Regions from separate parts of the Pan troglodytes genome. Here region 2 is linked to region 1. The links are chromatin contacts, called in public Hi-C maps. All regions are on one chromosome and are shown on one strand. The core of a region is the stretch at or near the end of the contact, and the rest is flanking DNA. Distances in the headings are between cores, read along the strand shown. Region 1 holds the start of POLE3 (DNA polymerase epsilon 3, accessory subunit). Region 2 holds the start of WDR31 (WD repeat domain 31).

Region 1 (7,656 bases), core at 2,402-4,901:
AGAGTGAGGCTCCGTCTACAAAAAAAAAAAAAAAAAAAAAAAAAGCTCTTTCAGCAGGTGTGTTGGCTCACGCCTCTAATCCCAGCACTTTGGGAGGCTGAGGTGGGTGGATCACCTGAGGTCAGGAGTTTCAGACTAGCCTAGCCAACATGGTGAAACCCTGTCTCCACTAAAAATATAAAAATTAGCTGGGCATGGTGGTGGGCGCCTGTAATCCCAGCTACCTGGGAGGCTGAGGCAGGAGAATTGCTTGAACCTGGGAGGCGGAGGTTGCAGTGAGCCGAGATCATGCCACTGCACTCCAGCCTGGGCGACAGATTGAGACTCTGTCTCAAAAAAACAAAACAAAACAAAACAAATGCTCTTGCAGTAGTTCAGAGCCCTTGCCTGTGAATGAGCAGCACCTGCTGGTCATCCAAGGCGATGCAGTATCTCATGTTTACAAAGGTCTGGCCAAGTCCACACGCCAAAAACTGCATGGAGAGTATCATCAGGGGCTCTCTCCAAAAACACACTGTGAACAAGCAGCATGAAAGAGGAGGCATCATTTTTTAACAAGACTTTTATTTGTACAAAGCATTACAATCTTCTCAGCATTCTTCACTCACAAACTTTTCACTGTATTTAACAAGTTAACAGTGTCAAACTACACGTCACTACCTGTCAAACCCCAAGCACTCAACTCAGAAACAAAAAGCGCTTGGAGCACTGAATGGAAACAGAAAAAGGCTAAGAAAGGCCAACAGAGATATTTTAGAAGCAGTTAAAGAGGATGGTTTGGGGAGAGTTAGATTCCTGAGCACCATCAGATTTCCCTTAAGGTTTTTTGTGAAGGGGCTTCACAAAATAATTTTTAGAAGACATGAGACAAAATTAGCCAGGCTTGGTGGCACGCATCTGTAGTCCCAGATACTCAGGAGGCTCAGGCGGGAGGATCACCTGAGCCCAGGATTTCAAGGATGCAATGAGCTATGATCATGCCACTGCACTCCAGCCTGGGCCACAGAGTGAGAGATTCCATCTCTTAAAAACAAAATGTGAGATTAGAACTAAGGAATCAAGAGATCAGAGGAACTCACACTTTGGAGTATTAAGCAGGTTATCAAAGCTTACAGACTAACAGAAGTGAGAAAAGGAGGCAGATGAGAAAGTGGGATGGGGAGCACAGGAGAGAGAAAGGAAGTACGAGGCACAGAGGGAGAAAGCTGTGCCTAGAGAAAATCAAGTTTGGCACTCATCATGAATTGAAGAATGAAAAGCCATAGTCACAAGTCTGGGAGATGGACTACAAGAAGAGGAAGCCTGGGGTTTTACACCTTCCAGGAGGTGATGACAAATCCTAAAGCTGTACAGTAGCAGAGAGTAAGGTACATCTGACACTATGCCATCTGTTTTTGTAAAAGACACTGGCACCATGTTTGACTAATACCATTCCACACTGCTGATTTAAGAATATCTGTGATCAGATTACTACCACACCAGCAGGCCGATCATCTACAGGCAATACAGAAAGGTTTTGGGCCGAGTGGGTCTATGAAAAACAAAATTCAGTTAATGCTTCTGTCAAGTGAAGAGAGAGAACAGATTTTGTTATTCTCCCACAGCATTTTAGTAGTTTCCTAAAGCTTACTCATTCTGAGCAGTCTTAGTAAGCTACTATTGTCAAAGACTGTGCAATCAAACATAGGCTGACCATAAGCAAAGCCCCAGTTTTTCCTGAGCCTTGGCTGCCTCTGTGATCTGGAACACAGCAGGCAGCATGGAAGTTATTATTACTTATTTAGGGGTCTAGGGAAGACTGCAGATCAAAAACCATCTAACCATATATTTTAAGTAAACAAAAGCGAGCAAACTGACTAATTTAGTCGTTCAGAATCCCTCTTGTCAAAAGGCCATAACCTTCAGATTGATGAAGCAAAACAGGATTCTGCTACTCAGATGCTCTGAGTTTGGTAAGTGCTGGTTTTGATGGTATTTCTAGTCAGTTTTTATTCTGATCTTTTCAGGCACTTTTGCCTGAGACTACTCTGCCCAGCATGGAAAAGCTTCACAGAAACACGTAGCACGTCTCATTTCAAGTGGTACCTTCCAAGATGACACAGTCTCCCGCCCTTTTCAGTTGTCTACTTCTTCCTCTTCATTCTGTTCTTCTTCTTCCAGCCTTTCTTCGTCTTCATCATTGTCCTCATCCCTGCTCTTGTCTTGCTCTTCCGAGTCTGTTTTTTTGTCTTTGTCCTTCTTCTTTTGCTCTGAGGCCTCCTTCTTGCCTTTCTGCTCCCGCCTATATGCTGTAAGGAGGAAACAAGGGGTTAGGAGACAGCTGAAAGTGAGCCAGACAGACTGCAGGAGCTAATTACATTGTACAATTGGAAAAACGGAGGCAGATGGGCGCGGTGGCTCACGCCTGTAATCCCAGCACTTTGGGAGGCTGAGACGGGCGGATCACCTGAGGTCAGGAGTTCAAGACCAGCCTGGCCAATATGGTGAAACCCCGTCTCTACAAAAATAAAAAATGAGCCCTACGTGGTGGCGTGCGCCTGTAGTCCCAGCTACTCGGGTGGCTGAGGCAGGAAAATTGCTTGAACCCAGGAGGAGGAGACTGCGGTGAGCTAAGATCCCACCACTGCACTCCAGCTTGGGTGACAGAGCAAGACTCCGTCTCAAAAAAAAAAAAAAAAAAAAAAAACAAGAAAAGCAAGACAAAAACAAAAACGGAGGCAGAGAAGGAAAAATAACTTGCTCAGCATCACAAAACAGATCTGAGGTGGTGCCCACCGAACTGGGTCGAGTCACATCAAGTGCTGGCTTACTGGACTTAAAGGGACCCGCGCTGAGAAAGGCTCAGGGCCTGGTGAACAGGTCATACAGGATGACCATCTTCTATGTGGTTTAGAAGACAAGAGGCTCGTTACCTTCCAGAGCTTCTTTCAATGGGGTAACGAACCGCTGGAACTCCATCTCTTCCATGGCTGAGAGCACATCACTGGCATTCAGCGTCTTCCGCTTTCCTTTCATTGCAAAGTTGTTAGCACTGAGAGAAGAGAAAGGCTGTCAGACTCCCTCTTGTTTGTAAGGCGTGAGTGGGAAAAGGAGCACCCAGAGGTGGAACGGGAAAGCCTGCCTCTTACATGTATGGATTTTGGTGTGACAGGGATAAGTCCTTTCCTTCTCTGCACGAAAAAGCTAAAGCAAAGTGATTTTGTTGTGTTATTTTGCTTCAGAACTTGTAAAAACTGGCAGAGGACTGTGAACATGTCCCCACCGAGGGAGGGCACAATCGTTGGGGTTTGTAGGCTCCCGGCCAGCAACTCCCAGCCAAGTATCCCCGCGCCTCCCTTATGCCTCTGTCCCGCTCACCAGGATGTGGCGTACAGCACGAAGACGCTGGCGGCGCGGGAGATGGCGCTCCGGGCCTCCTTGGAGATGTTGACACCGTCCGGGAGCTGCGAGGAGACCGGGGGTGAGCAAAGCTGCCGTTCCAGCACCTGCTTCCCTCCTGCCCGTTCGTCCGCCCCCCCCGAGCTGCTCACCGCCTCCTTGATGATCCTGGTGATCACGGCATTGGGCAGGTTTAGGTCCTCGGGCCTCTCCGCCATTGCCGCCGCTGGGGCTTAAACTCCCCTTCGCCTCCGCTTCAGGGAGCTACTGCGTCCGGACTTCCCGCGTCGCTACGGTCTGACCCTCCGAGGCTTCCGTCCCGCCCCACGTGGCCTACAGTGTCCCACAGTGCTCTGAGCGCCATAGCCTCCCTTCTCCTTGGTGCCCCGCCTCCGCCTCAAATACCGGCGCATCCGGATTTTGAAGCCGCAGTGGTTTTGGCCCGCCAAGGCTTCCATCCAACCCTACCGCACCCCGCACGCCCCTCCCCAGGTCCATTTCTCTGCTTCTCGCCATCGCCGCGTCGGGAACCTTCTCACCAACTTATTTGGCTCAATGGAGCTTCCGTCCGTTTCCCATGGTGCCCTGCGCCGCTGCTGGGTGACGGCGCGGCCGGGCGCAGCGTGTGGGAGACGAAGGCGTGGCTGACTCGGCGGGGCGGGTCCCTTTAGGACCCGAGGCAGGCTCTGGGCCTGCCGGGTCCGTTAATCTCACCGCGCAGCAAGGGGCCACGTTTTACCACTTGATTTAGCAACCCTAAGCGGTTTGGAATCTGCTTTGCTCTCACAGGACCTCAGCCCGTCGTGATCAGATTCTCCCATTTTCTTTTTTCTTTCCTGGAATGGAGCGGGCAGTCTTTTTCCATCTCTACCGAAGTTGATGTTCATCTTTAATCTTTTCGCTCCTCACGCTTTTGTAATAATGGTACTAAGACTGAGTGTTATTTAGATTTTATTGTTGTTGTTTGTTTTTAACGCGAACTATTTAGGCAGCCCAGGGATAATGCTGGCCATATAGAGATGCGCCTGATTAGGTCTCAGGAGTCAATTCGGACTGGGCAGGTAACGAAAGGGCGAGAAGCAGCCTTTTCATTGTATGAAGAATGCAACGTCACATTCGCTTTCAAAAACAAACCGTGTTAAAATTGTATTTATTTTTCAGTTAAATTGTTCATCATACATCTTTTCCAGTTAAAACCATTCTCAAGGTTTTGCAATGGCGTTTTTTTTTGGGTTTTTTTTTTTTTTTTTTTGAGACAGTCTCACTCTGTCGCCCAGGTTGGAGTGCAGTGGCGCCGATTTCGGCTCACTGCAAGCTCCGCCTCCTGGGTTCACGCCATTCTCCTACCTCAGCCTCCCGAGTAGCTGGGACTACAGACGCCCGCCACCATGCCCGGCTAATTTTTTTCTATTTTTAGTGGAGACAGGGTTTCACCGTGTTAGCCAAGATGGTCTCGATCTCCTGACCTCGTGATCCGCCCGCCTCGGCCTCCCAAAGTGCAGGGATTACAGGCGCGAGTCACCGCGCCCGGCGCAATGGCGTTTTAAGTTGTTTTTAAGTTATTTTTATATTAAGTTCGTAGAAATTCTCACTCCCACTGATTTTATTTATTTTTTTAATTTTTAAAATTTCTTGACAGGGTCTCACTCCGTCCCCCAGGCTGGAGTGCAGCGGCACGGTCTCGGCTCACTGTAGCCTCGACCTCCCTGGCTCAGGTGGTCCTCCCACCTCAGCCCCAAATAGCTGGGGCTACAGGTGCGTTCCATCACACCCAGCTAATTTTTTGTATTTTTCGTAGAGACAGGGTTTCACCATGTTGCCCAGGCTGGTCTCGAACTCCAGGGCTCAAGTGATTCTCCCTCGGCCTTGCAAAGTGCTGAGATTACAGGCATGAGCCACCGCGTCCAGCCTCCCACTGAGAATTAATGCTGCTTTTTTTTCCCGTCAAGCATGCAGTCCCAAGTCGCCCTGTAGTTTTCCCGCTTTCGATAGAAGCCTGATTATAGAGAAATATTTTAAAACAAAAGAGCAAATGCTATGATAAATGGCAACTGAAAGTGTTTCAATTAGAGACCATAAGGTCTGGTGGGGGAACTCCGCTTGGATAGAACAGACCTGGCTGAAACCGTCAGGGCTGCTCAGCGCTAGTCAGTTGCTCTTCAGCTGGAATTGGGCCCAGTGTTGTCAAGTATTTTGGTCCCTAAAAGGAGCCAGAAATCTGGACATTGTGGGCTATTTCAATTTTAAAATTGATTCAAAGTGCTAGCCAAACAAAACAAGTAATAGGCCAGGTGCAATCCCAGGCTGATAGTTTATCTTTGGTCTAAATTATGAAACTGTTTAGAACAGGGAGTTTATTACTGTTCATGTCCAAAGCAGGTCCCCTCACATATTTAGTAATCAATAAATGTGTTGAATAAAAGAAAGAAATGGACACTGTCCTTAAAAAGTTCTTAGGGATAAGGTGGTAGTTAGTGATTGCCTAAAACACCTCTAGAAAGGAAAAGATGATAATATTTATTGAACACCTCCCATGAATAAAAGTACATTATCTCATTTAATGCTTCTGCAGTCCTACTTAGGGATTCCCCTCCTTCTGCTTATGTTATTTATTATTTTTTGTGGAGAGGGGGTAACTCATCTTGGCCTACCAAAGTGCTGTGGTTACAGACCTGAGACACCAAGTCAGGACCCCTCCACCTACTTGAGAGAGAGGTGTGAAGACACTTGTCAAAGGCCATATGGCCAATGAATGAAAAGCTAATGGCCTCTGATGCAACTAGCAGTGTCTAGTGATTTGCTATTTGAGCAAACACATTCATTGCTGGTGGGTATTTTATCTGCCTGCACGGGAACTGAAGCACACTGAAAAATGAAACATGTCTTCCAAAAGTTTGGGCCTTCTAAGACACTTCTGTGACTACTTTGGTCATAATTTGATAATGCTTTTTGGAGATGGTGGCATCTTCTCCCTGATGACTAACGAAGGGGAAAAGGAAAGGATGCAAATATTTATTTGGAACAATATGCCAGGCTTTTAATATCCATTAACTAATTTTTATAATGACCCTGTGAAATAAGCTTATCCTCATTTTACAGTGGAGGCAACAGGCTCAGACTGGTTAAGTCCCAGGTCACTCAGCTATTAAATAGCCAATTAGGAGACCTGAAGTCCTGCTCTCAAACTCTTGCCATTCTACTTTATGCTGAGATATTTTCATACTTGCTTGTTATCCAATCTTTAATTATTTTGTGGCCATCATTTACCTATATAGGTTCAATAGAAATATTTTATACTGTGAGTTCAAATTAACATCTGGACTGTATGGCTAATGTATAATACTCCCTAATTATGTAGCTGTTGATTTTCCAGAGCACTAGAATGCTGCAGGGTTGGCCTTTGGCCTAAACCATTTCTAGCTATGGACTTGCCAGATGAGAGCCAGTGGGACGAAACCACCTGTGGCTTGGCTGTTTGTCAGCACCCACAATGCTGGGCAACTATCCGCCGCATTGAGAGGGGCCATCCTCGAATCCTCGGCTCATCCTGCAAAACTCCCCTGGATGCTGAAGGTGAATTAGCCAGCTTCTGTCCTCTCCCTCACGAGGTCCTTAATGTATTTATGTATGTGGCTCCTTTTCTCCAGGCAGCAGGTTAACATGTTTTCTTCTGGTCTGCCTTCTTAGATAAACTACCAGTGCTCACCGTGGTAGACATCTCAGATTCCGGCTTTGCACCTCGTCATTTACCAGAATGTACCTTTACTAAGGCCCATTCTTTATTGTCTCAGAGTTCAAAGTTTTACTCCAAATTTCATGGCAGGTAAATTATCATGGAATCTTCCTTTACAGCCTATTGTCTCAAAATTCTGGATTATGATTTTCCTTATCCATTAGTATACTTTGAGAAAGCTAGATTAAAAAGAAAATACCAATTGGGTTAAAGAAGTGGTGAATAGGCAGTGGGAAACAGAAAGAAACCCTTCCTGCTTGTGCCCTAGGAATTGGTTAATTTGGGAGGTATATTGGTTCGGTAGGGCTGTTATAACAAAATACCATAGACTGGGTGCCTTAAACAACAAAATTTATTTTCTTGTAATTCTTGAGGCTAGAAGTCCAATATCAAGGTGTTGCCAAGACTGTTTGCTTTTGAGACCACTCTTGGTTTGTAGATGGTAATTTTTTATACCCTGTGTCCTTTTTATTTATTTTTTTTGAGACAGGGTCTCACCCTGTCACCCAGGCTGGACTAGAGTGCAATGGTGCGATCATAGCTCA
Region 2 (7,656 bases), core at 2,006-4,505, 70 kb before region 1:
TAAATGCATTAGTGTCTGCATTAGATAGGACTAGTTGTGAATTATAGCTCAACTGTGGCCTTGGGCAAGTTGCTGAACCTCTCTAAGTCTCACTTTCCTATGTGTAAAATAGGATAATAACTCTATCATTGACTTCTGTGAAGATTAAAAATAGCACTTAAAAGGTACCAGGAACTGCTCTATGTTTTATATTTATTAACTCATTTTATCTATTCCACAAGCCTCTGAGATACTGTTACTACAGGTTGAGCATCTAATCCAAAAATCCAAAATCCAAAATGATCCAAAATCTAAAACTTTTTGAGCACTGACATGACATTCGAAGGAAATATTCATTGGAGCATTTTGGATTTTTTTTTTTTTTTTTTTTAGACAGAATCTTACTATATTGCCCAGAGTGGAGTGCAGTGGCGCAACCTGGGCTCACTGCAACCTCCACCTCCCAGGTTCAAGCAATTCTCCTGCCTCAGCCTCCTGAGTAGCTGCGATTACAGGTGTGTGCCACCATGCCCAGCTAAGTTTTGTATTTTTAGTAGAGACGGGGTTTCACCATGTTGGCCAGGCTGGTCTCAAACTCCTGACTTCAAGTGATCTGTCCACCTAGGCTTCCCAAAGTGCTAGGATTACAGGCATGAGCCACCGTGCCCAGCCACATTGGAGCATTTTGGATTTCAGGTTTTCCATTAGGGATGCTCAACCCTTAAGTATATAATGCAAATATTCTAAAATCTGAAATTTGAAACACTTCTGGTCCCAAACATTTCAGATAAGGGATACTCAACCTGTATGGCCATTTTGCAGATGTGAAAAGTGAGGCACAGAGATATCAAATAGTTTGCTCAAGTTTATACTGCAAATAAGTGGCAGAGCTGAAACTTGAATCCAGGCAGTCCAACTCCAGAGGCCCTGTTCTTGACCAGCATATTATACTGCATCTCTACAAAAGCTGGTGCATATAAAGCTTTTGGTTCAATCTGGCAAGTTGTTAACAATAAATTATGGTTACTAGCATGATTGCAAGATTAACAGTGATCATCCTGGAAGCAGCATTTTCACCCTTGTTAATACTGTTCATAATGCACAAATATTAATGCACAAATATACACAGAGAACACATACAAACGGATATATGAATCTAGAGGATATTAAAGCTGAAGCAAATTATGGCCTCTGATCAGAGTGATTGGACCCAATAAAGCCAAGAATTCATTATGTTACACAGCAAGGCAATTAAAAAGTCTCAAGAACAAAGTATATGAATTTGGGTTATATCTACGTTGTTGTAATTTATCATGAGTAGACTAAGAAATAAAAGTACTACTAAGTTATCTTCCACTATTTTTATTAGGAACATGTAATATACTTGAGAGGAGGTATAATTTCTGGTTCATTTTTGTATCTATGATTTGACCTTAGCCTAGGAGAATGAATGCAAGGCAAATAAATACCTGTTGAATGAGTGAATGGAATACTAAGATGAAGAGTCGGCTTGGTGGTACGCTATTTTTTTTGTTTTTTTTTTTTTTTTTCTGAGATGGAGTTTCTCTCTTGTTGCCCAGGCTGGAGTGCAATGGCACCATCTCAGCTCACCACAACCTCCACCTCCCAGGTTCAAGCAATTCTCCAGCCTCAGCTTCCTGAGTAGCTGGGATTACAGGCGCCTGCCACCACGCCCAGCTAATTTTGTGTTTTTAGTAGAGACAGGATTTCTCCATATTAGTCAGGCTGGTCTCAAACTCCCGATCTCAGTTGATCCGCCCGGCTTGGCCTCCCAAAATGCTGGGATTACAGGTGTGAGCCACCGTGCCCGGCCCAGTGGTACACTTTTTAGGGACCCAACAACATAAGCGCCCTTTTAACCTGCCCAAGAACATATCCCTTAGAGAGCAGTCACCCTGTTTCATCCCAGGCTCCAGACCCAGAAAGGCTGGAGAGGACATGGGAAAATCTACAGATTCAGTTATGGCTCTGGATGTCCCTGTTGGTTCCAGTTGGAACCAGGTCTCAGTCTGAATCCCATCACTTCTTTCTATTCCAATCTGCTTTCCAAAGGCCTTGGGATATCCAGTAGTCACTCTAAACCACCCTAAACAGAAAGCAGAGAATTCTCTTTTAACTCTCCAGTGCAATATTCCTTGATATACACCAGTACCTATCCAACTGTTCTATTCCATGAACAAACTGGGACTCAGAGGGCTGTGACTTGCTGAAGGTCACAGGGGCAGAGCCGGGTGGACTGGACCTTATTTCCCTGGTCCCGTTAATGCAAATGCTGATATCTTATCTCCCTCCGTCTCCCCAAATCTCCCTCTGCACACTTCTGTCTTACACTCTGGGAGACCAAGGCATCTTTAGTCGCCAAAACAATGCTCAAAGAAAGAAAAGTATGAGTAGAAACACCTGGAAGCTGGTCTGGTTCGACCCTCTAATGGTACAGATAGGGGAAACCGAGGCCCAGGGAATAAGAGGGTCTTGCCTAGAGTCACACAGGGAGCCAGTTCTAGGCCACCACTCTCACGGTTGCCTCAAATTTTGGGGACGACTTGTGTGCAGTTTTTCCTTTCTGTCGCTTCAGATGGCAAATGCTCCTCTCCCTGCCCATTATATGAACAACTAAAGCTTAATTTGTTTTTGTTTTTGTTTTCAAGAGACGGAGTCTCGAGTCTCGCTCTGTCACCCAGGCTGGAGTGCAGTGGCGCGATCTCGGCTCACTGCAACCTCCGCCTACCGGGTTCTAGCAGTTCTCCTGCTTCAGCTTCCCAAGTAGCTGGGACTACAGGCGCACGGCACCACTCCCGGCTAATTTTTTGTATTTTAGTAGAGACAGGGTTTCACTGTGTTGCCCAGGATGGTCTCGAACTCCTGAGCTCAGGCAATCCACCCGCCTCGGCCTCCCACAGTGCTAGGATTCCAGGCGTGAGCCACCGCGCCCGGCCTAAAGCTTATTTTTTATGTGTATGTGGAAAGCGGGGAGAAGAGTCCCCGAAGATGGGAACCTAGCGCCACCCAGCCCAAGGTTGGCCCTCATAACCGCTCTCCGCTTCGACCAAAGGGCGAGGGTTGCCCGCTCCTAGTCTGCCGCTACGCCCCTTTCTCCCACCTCAGGCTCAGTACCCACCGGTGGGCTGCGGGGCTGGAGCTGGGGCCGGCGGGAACGCGGAGCCTGGGGGTGTGAGCAGCCTCCGAGCCCTCCCGCGCCTCCGCCCCTAGCAGCAGGCGCACGTTGCTAGGGCGGGAGTGCTGGAGAAAAGCCTCCGGGCACCCTCGCAGGCCGCCGAACCGCAGTTCCGTTCGCCTAAAGCTGGGACGGGAACTGAGCGCCCGGCGCTACTCTCTTCGTGATCAGGTCCAGAGGAGAGGACGCTTGTGCCCAGGACTCCGCTGCCAGAAGAATCTAGACAATCCAAGGAAAACGGGTACCTTTGTAATAGCTATGGAGAAAGCACTTAATAAAGGTCATCTTTTAAATTATTGGTCGCTCAGATATACGTGTTGCCGTATTTCTTTGGAGTTTCCCTGATTTCGACTAGAAATTCCTCCTTTGGACACTCCCCCAGCTCCCCACTCCTCTATTCCTTTCGGTTTTTTTTTTTCATTGAACCATTACAGCCTAGTACCATAGCAAGAAGAGACCCCTCAGTACCTTCTTGAGATCCAAATGGGAAGACAGTTGTAGAAACACAGTTTTTACAGCTGCGGTCGCATTGCTACCAGACTAGAGTCTATTCATCTCCGTATTCCTGGTGCACAGTATGGGGCTTGGTATATAGTAGGGGCTTGTTGAATGTTTGTTGAATGAATGAATGGCAGGGATCCTAGCCAACATTTATTTATTTATTTTTAAGACGGAGTCTTGCTCTGTCGTCCAGGCTGAAGTGCAGTCGCGCGATCTCGGCTCACTGCAACCTCTGCCTCCCAGGTTCAAGCGATTCTCCTGCCTCAGCCTCCCAAGCAGCTGGGACTACAAGTGCGCGCCTCCATGCCTGGCTAATTCTTGTATTTTTAGTAGAGATGGGGTTTCATCATGTTGGCCAGGCTGGTCTCGAACTCCTGACCTCAGGTGATCCACCTGCCACAGCCTCCAAAAGTGCTGGGATTACAGGCATGAGCCTCCGCGCCCGGCCCCAACATTTATTTTGAACCCTAGTAGGTGCCTCTGCAGTGTTGATCTGGCAAAACAGCGTTCAACGAAGATTTGTGGAGTTTCTGAAAATTGCGTGCCTTTGAGGGGGTGGGAATGGTGAGAGAAGTTTGCCTCCACATACTGGCTATTGGGTCTGTTTTCCAATCCAGGGAAGGGATCCCCTCCATGGCATCCCTGATGAGGTATCTGTAGCCCTAGTTGATGCTCGCTCTGTAATGATGGACTCATTACTTTCTAAGCTAGTGACCTATTGTTGGGAGATTTCCTTCTGGCAGGAGAAAGTATCTACCCGTATGCCACTTGAAACTCTGATCTTCGTTCAGAGCCAATGGCTCTCCTTACAGACTAATCCCTTTCCCCCACAACAGCCTGGCAAGCCACAACCAGGATAGACTTACAGCTTTGTCCTGGGACACTGGGCTAGGCTCAGTGCAGCTACAGAGGTGAGTTACTAGATCTCTGCACCCAAGATGTTCCTGCTCTGGGGATGTTTTTCCCTCTGAGAGAGAGGCTTTAGGCTTCAGGCACGAAAGACTCCCAAACTGGTACCTGTAGCCAGGCCTCTCCCTGAGCTGGACCTGTATATCCACCTGCCACCCGCTCATCTGCAACTGGCAGTTTAAAAGACACCTCATTCTTGACATGACTCATACTGGAAACATCATCTTCCCCTCAAACCTGTTCCCCATCTTTTCCCTGTAAGTGCTGGGCACTACCATTCACCAATCACCCAAGCCAAGGTTCTAGGAGTCATTTGTAACTTTACCCTTGCTTCCTCGTTCAAGAACAATCCCTGAGACTTCTCAATTCTGCCTCCCAAACATTATAAAAATAAAAATCTTCTCTCTACCTACCACCTGGATTCAGGCCAACATCAGGGTGTGATAGATTAAAAATGACCACAACTTCTTTGTAGCTCTTCCCATCAAGGCTGGCTTTGTAACTTGTTTTGACCAATAGAATGCAGCAGGAGTGACATCGTGGGACTTCTGAGTTTAAGCTTCAAAAGGCCTTGCAGTTTCTGCTCCCATCCTCTTGGCACACTGCCAGCATGGGAAGAGGACCAGGCTAGTCTGTTTCAGAGACATGGCCCATCCAATAGCTAGCACCAAATGCCAGCCATGTGAGTGACTGTTGCCCATGCTGGAGTGCAGTGGGGCGATCTCGGCTCACTGCAACCTCCGCCTCCTTGGTTCAAGTGATTCTCCTGCCTCAGCCTCCTAAGTAGCTGGGATTACAGGTGCGTGCCCCCACGTCCCGGCTGATTCTTGTATTTTTAGTAGAGACGGGGTTTCACCATGTTGGTCAGGCTGGTCTTGAACTCCTGACCTCATGATCCGCCCGCCTCAGCCTCCCAAAGTGCTGGGATTACAGGTGTGAGCCACTGCGCCCGCCTCAGTGTTATAATCTTATGGGACCACCAGGTACATGCAGTCCATCATTGATCAAAATGTTATTATGCAGCATATGACTTTATCCTCAGCTTAGAGGCCATCTCCCTTTCTGCCCCCAAGTCTTCCCTAACCATTCCTCCCCTTCTCCAGGCTGGGTTAACTATTCTTCTTCTGTGCTTCCAAAGCCCCCACACTATACACCACATAGTATAACTTTTCATTTACTTCTCTCTCTCACTCAACTGCAAGCAACAGAGGCAGTGACTGAGTCTCATTTACACTTGTATTGTTGGTGTCTAACCCAGGGTCTGGCACAGCACTGCAACAGAACTTTCAACAATTATGGAAATGTTCTATACCTGCATTGTCTAATACGTCAGCCACTAGCCCTACTAGCTATTGAGCACTTGAAATGTAGCTAGTGCAACTGAAGAACTGAATTTTACATGTTATTTATTTTAATTAATTTAAATTTAAATAGCCACATGGGCCTAGTGGCTATGGTATTGAACAGTGTAGGGCTAGCACAGAGTAGATGGCCATTGAATATTTTTGAACAAAGATTACAAGGGAAAGACAGTCATGACAGACCGTTAGGACATGATAGAAGGCTATGGGTATAAGCAACATAATTTCATATCGACCTCTCCTGGCTCCTCACTTCACATCCCCTCAACTTTACACTACCAGTGCCTTTGTCTTAGTCCATTTTGTGCTGCTGTAACAGAATACTACAGACTGGGTAATTTATTATGAACAGAAATGTATTTGGCTCATGGTTCTGGAGACTGGGAAGTCCAAGATCGAGAGGCTGCATCTGGTGAGAGCCTTCTTGCTGCATTATGACATGGTGGAAGACATCACATGGTGAGAATGCAGGAGTAGTGAGGGAAGGGGACAAACCTATCCTTCTATCACGAACCCACTCCCACAATAACATCATTAATCCGTGTACGAGATCAGAGCCCTCATGATCTAATCACCTCTTAAAGGTCCCATCTCTCAACACTGTTACAAGGGGAATTCAGTTTCCAGCACATGAACTTTGGGGGACATGTTCAAACCACAGCAGCCTGTGGCTCTGCCTTATTTAAATATAATCCTAGTTTTTGGCTCTTTATGGCCTGAGTTGGTTGTTCTCTCCTGGACTTGCCCAGACTGATAACACCCCTCCTATGACGTGGGCTGGTCTGAAGAGCCCTCTGGAGAAGAGAGCTGTTCTCATCTAGTTTAGTCTGGCCTGAGCAGAGAGCACTCTGTCATTGGGAGGCTTGGACTTCATCATAGAGGACCCATGTGATCTGAATTTGTCTGCATGGCAGGCTGCCAAATCCCTCTTAAAAGTGACGGTTAAAGCTGGCTGTACTGTGAAAACACCCCAGGAGGAAAAGAAGCCACAGTGTTGGTAGTCTTATTGCTATTCCTGGAAACCATGCAAACCCCAGTCAGATGACTTCCAGCCCTGGCACCAGAGATATTGGATCAGTGTCTGAGAAGGAAGGAGGAATGGACACAGGCCCAGGCAGAAGGGGGCTGGGCTGGGCCAGGCCAGGGCCCCACCAGGCAGGCAGAAAATGCTGGGCCTGACACCGAGGAGCAGGCTTGAGGGAAAGTAAAGGCTAGGGAAGAATAGTCCTTTCCAAAAGACTTTCCAAAATGTTCATTAAAATAAAAAAGTTTAGGCCAGGCCTGGTGGCTCACACCTGTAATCTCAACAATTTGGGAGGTTAAGGTGGGAGGATCACTTGAGGCCAGGAATTTGAGACTGGTCTGGGCAACATAAAAAGACTCAGGTCTCTACAGAAGGTTTTTTTGTTTTATTTTTATTTTTTATTTTTTTTGAGACGGAGTCTCGCTCTATCGCCCAGGCTGGAGTGCAGTGGTGCAATCTCGTCTCACTGCAAGCTCCGCCTCCTGGGTTGACGCCATTCTCCTGCCTCAGCCTCCCGAGCTGGGACTACAGGCATCTGCCACCACACCCAGCTAATTTCTTTCTTTTTTTGTATTTTTAGTAGAGATGGAGTTTCACTGTGTTAGCCAGGGTGGTCTCGATCTCCTGACCTTGCGATCCACCCGCCTCAACCTCCCAAAGTGCTGGGATTACAGGTGTGAGCCACC

What was found. A called contact is a pair of places that touch in the nucleus more often than the background predicts.
Region 2: a Hi-C map of stem cell-derived neural progenitor cells shows a contact between it and region 1, with 1.8 times the contacts expected there. The contact joins the promoter of WDR31 here to the promoter of POLE3 in region 1. A contact is called at or near these places in 1 of 7 Hi-C or Micro-C datasets (stem cell-derived neural progenitor cells) and 1 of 1 datasets of contacts at active chromatin or transcription factors (stem cell-derived excitatory neurons).

The regions. Positions count from the first base shown.
Region 1 is chr11:25,027,733-25,035,388 of NHGRI_mPanTro3-v2.0_pri, reverse strand. It overlaps POLE3 (DNA polymerase epsilon 3, accessory subunit), which reads right to left and starts at 3,651. Exons shown (of 4, transcript NM_001246516.1): 1 at 3,531-3,651; 2 at 3,358-3,443; 3 at 2,913-3,031; 4 at 548-2,288. The coding sequence starts at 3,596. The coding sequence ends at 2,116. C9H9orf43 (chromosome 9 C9orf43 homolog) reads left to right here and starts at 3,961. Exons shown (of 14, transcript XM_054658978.1): 1 at 3,961-4,302; 2 at 6,737-6,951; 3 at 7,066-7,201. The coding sequence starts at 6,801.
Region 2 is chr11:25,097,666-25,105,321 of NHGRI_mPanTro3-v2.0_pri, reverse strand. WDR31 (WD repeat domain 31) reads right to left here and starts at 3,255. Exons shown (of 10, transcript XM_063787590.1): 1 at 3,119-3,255.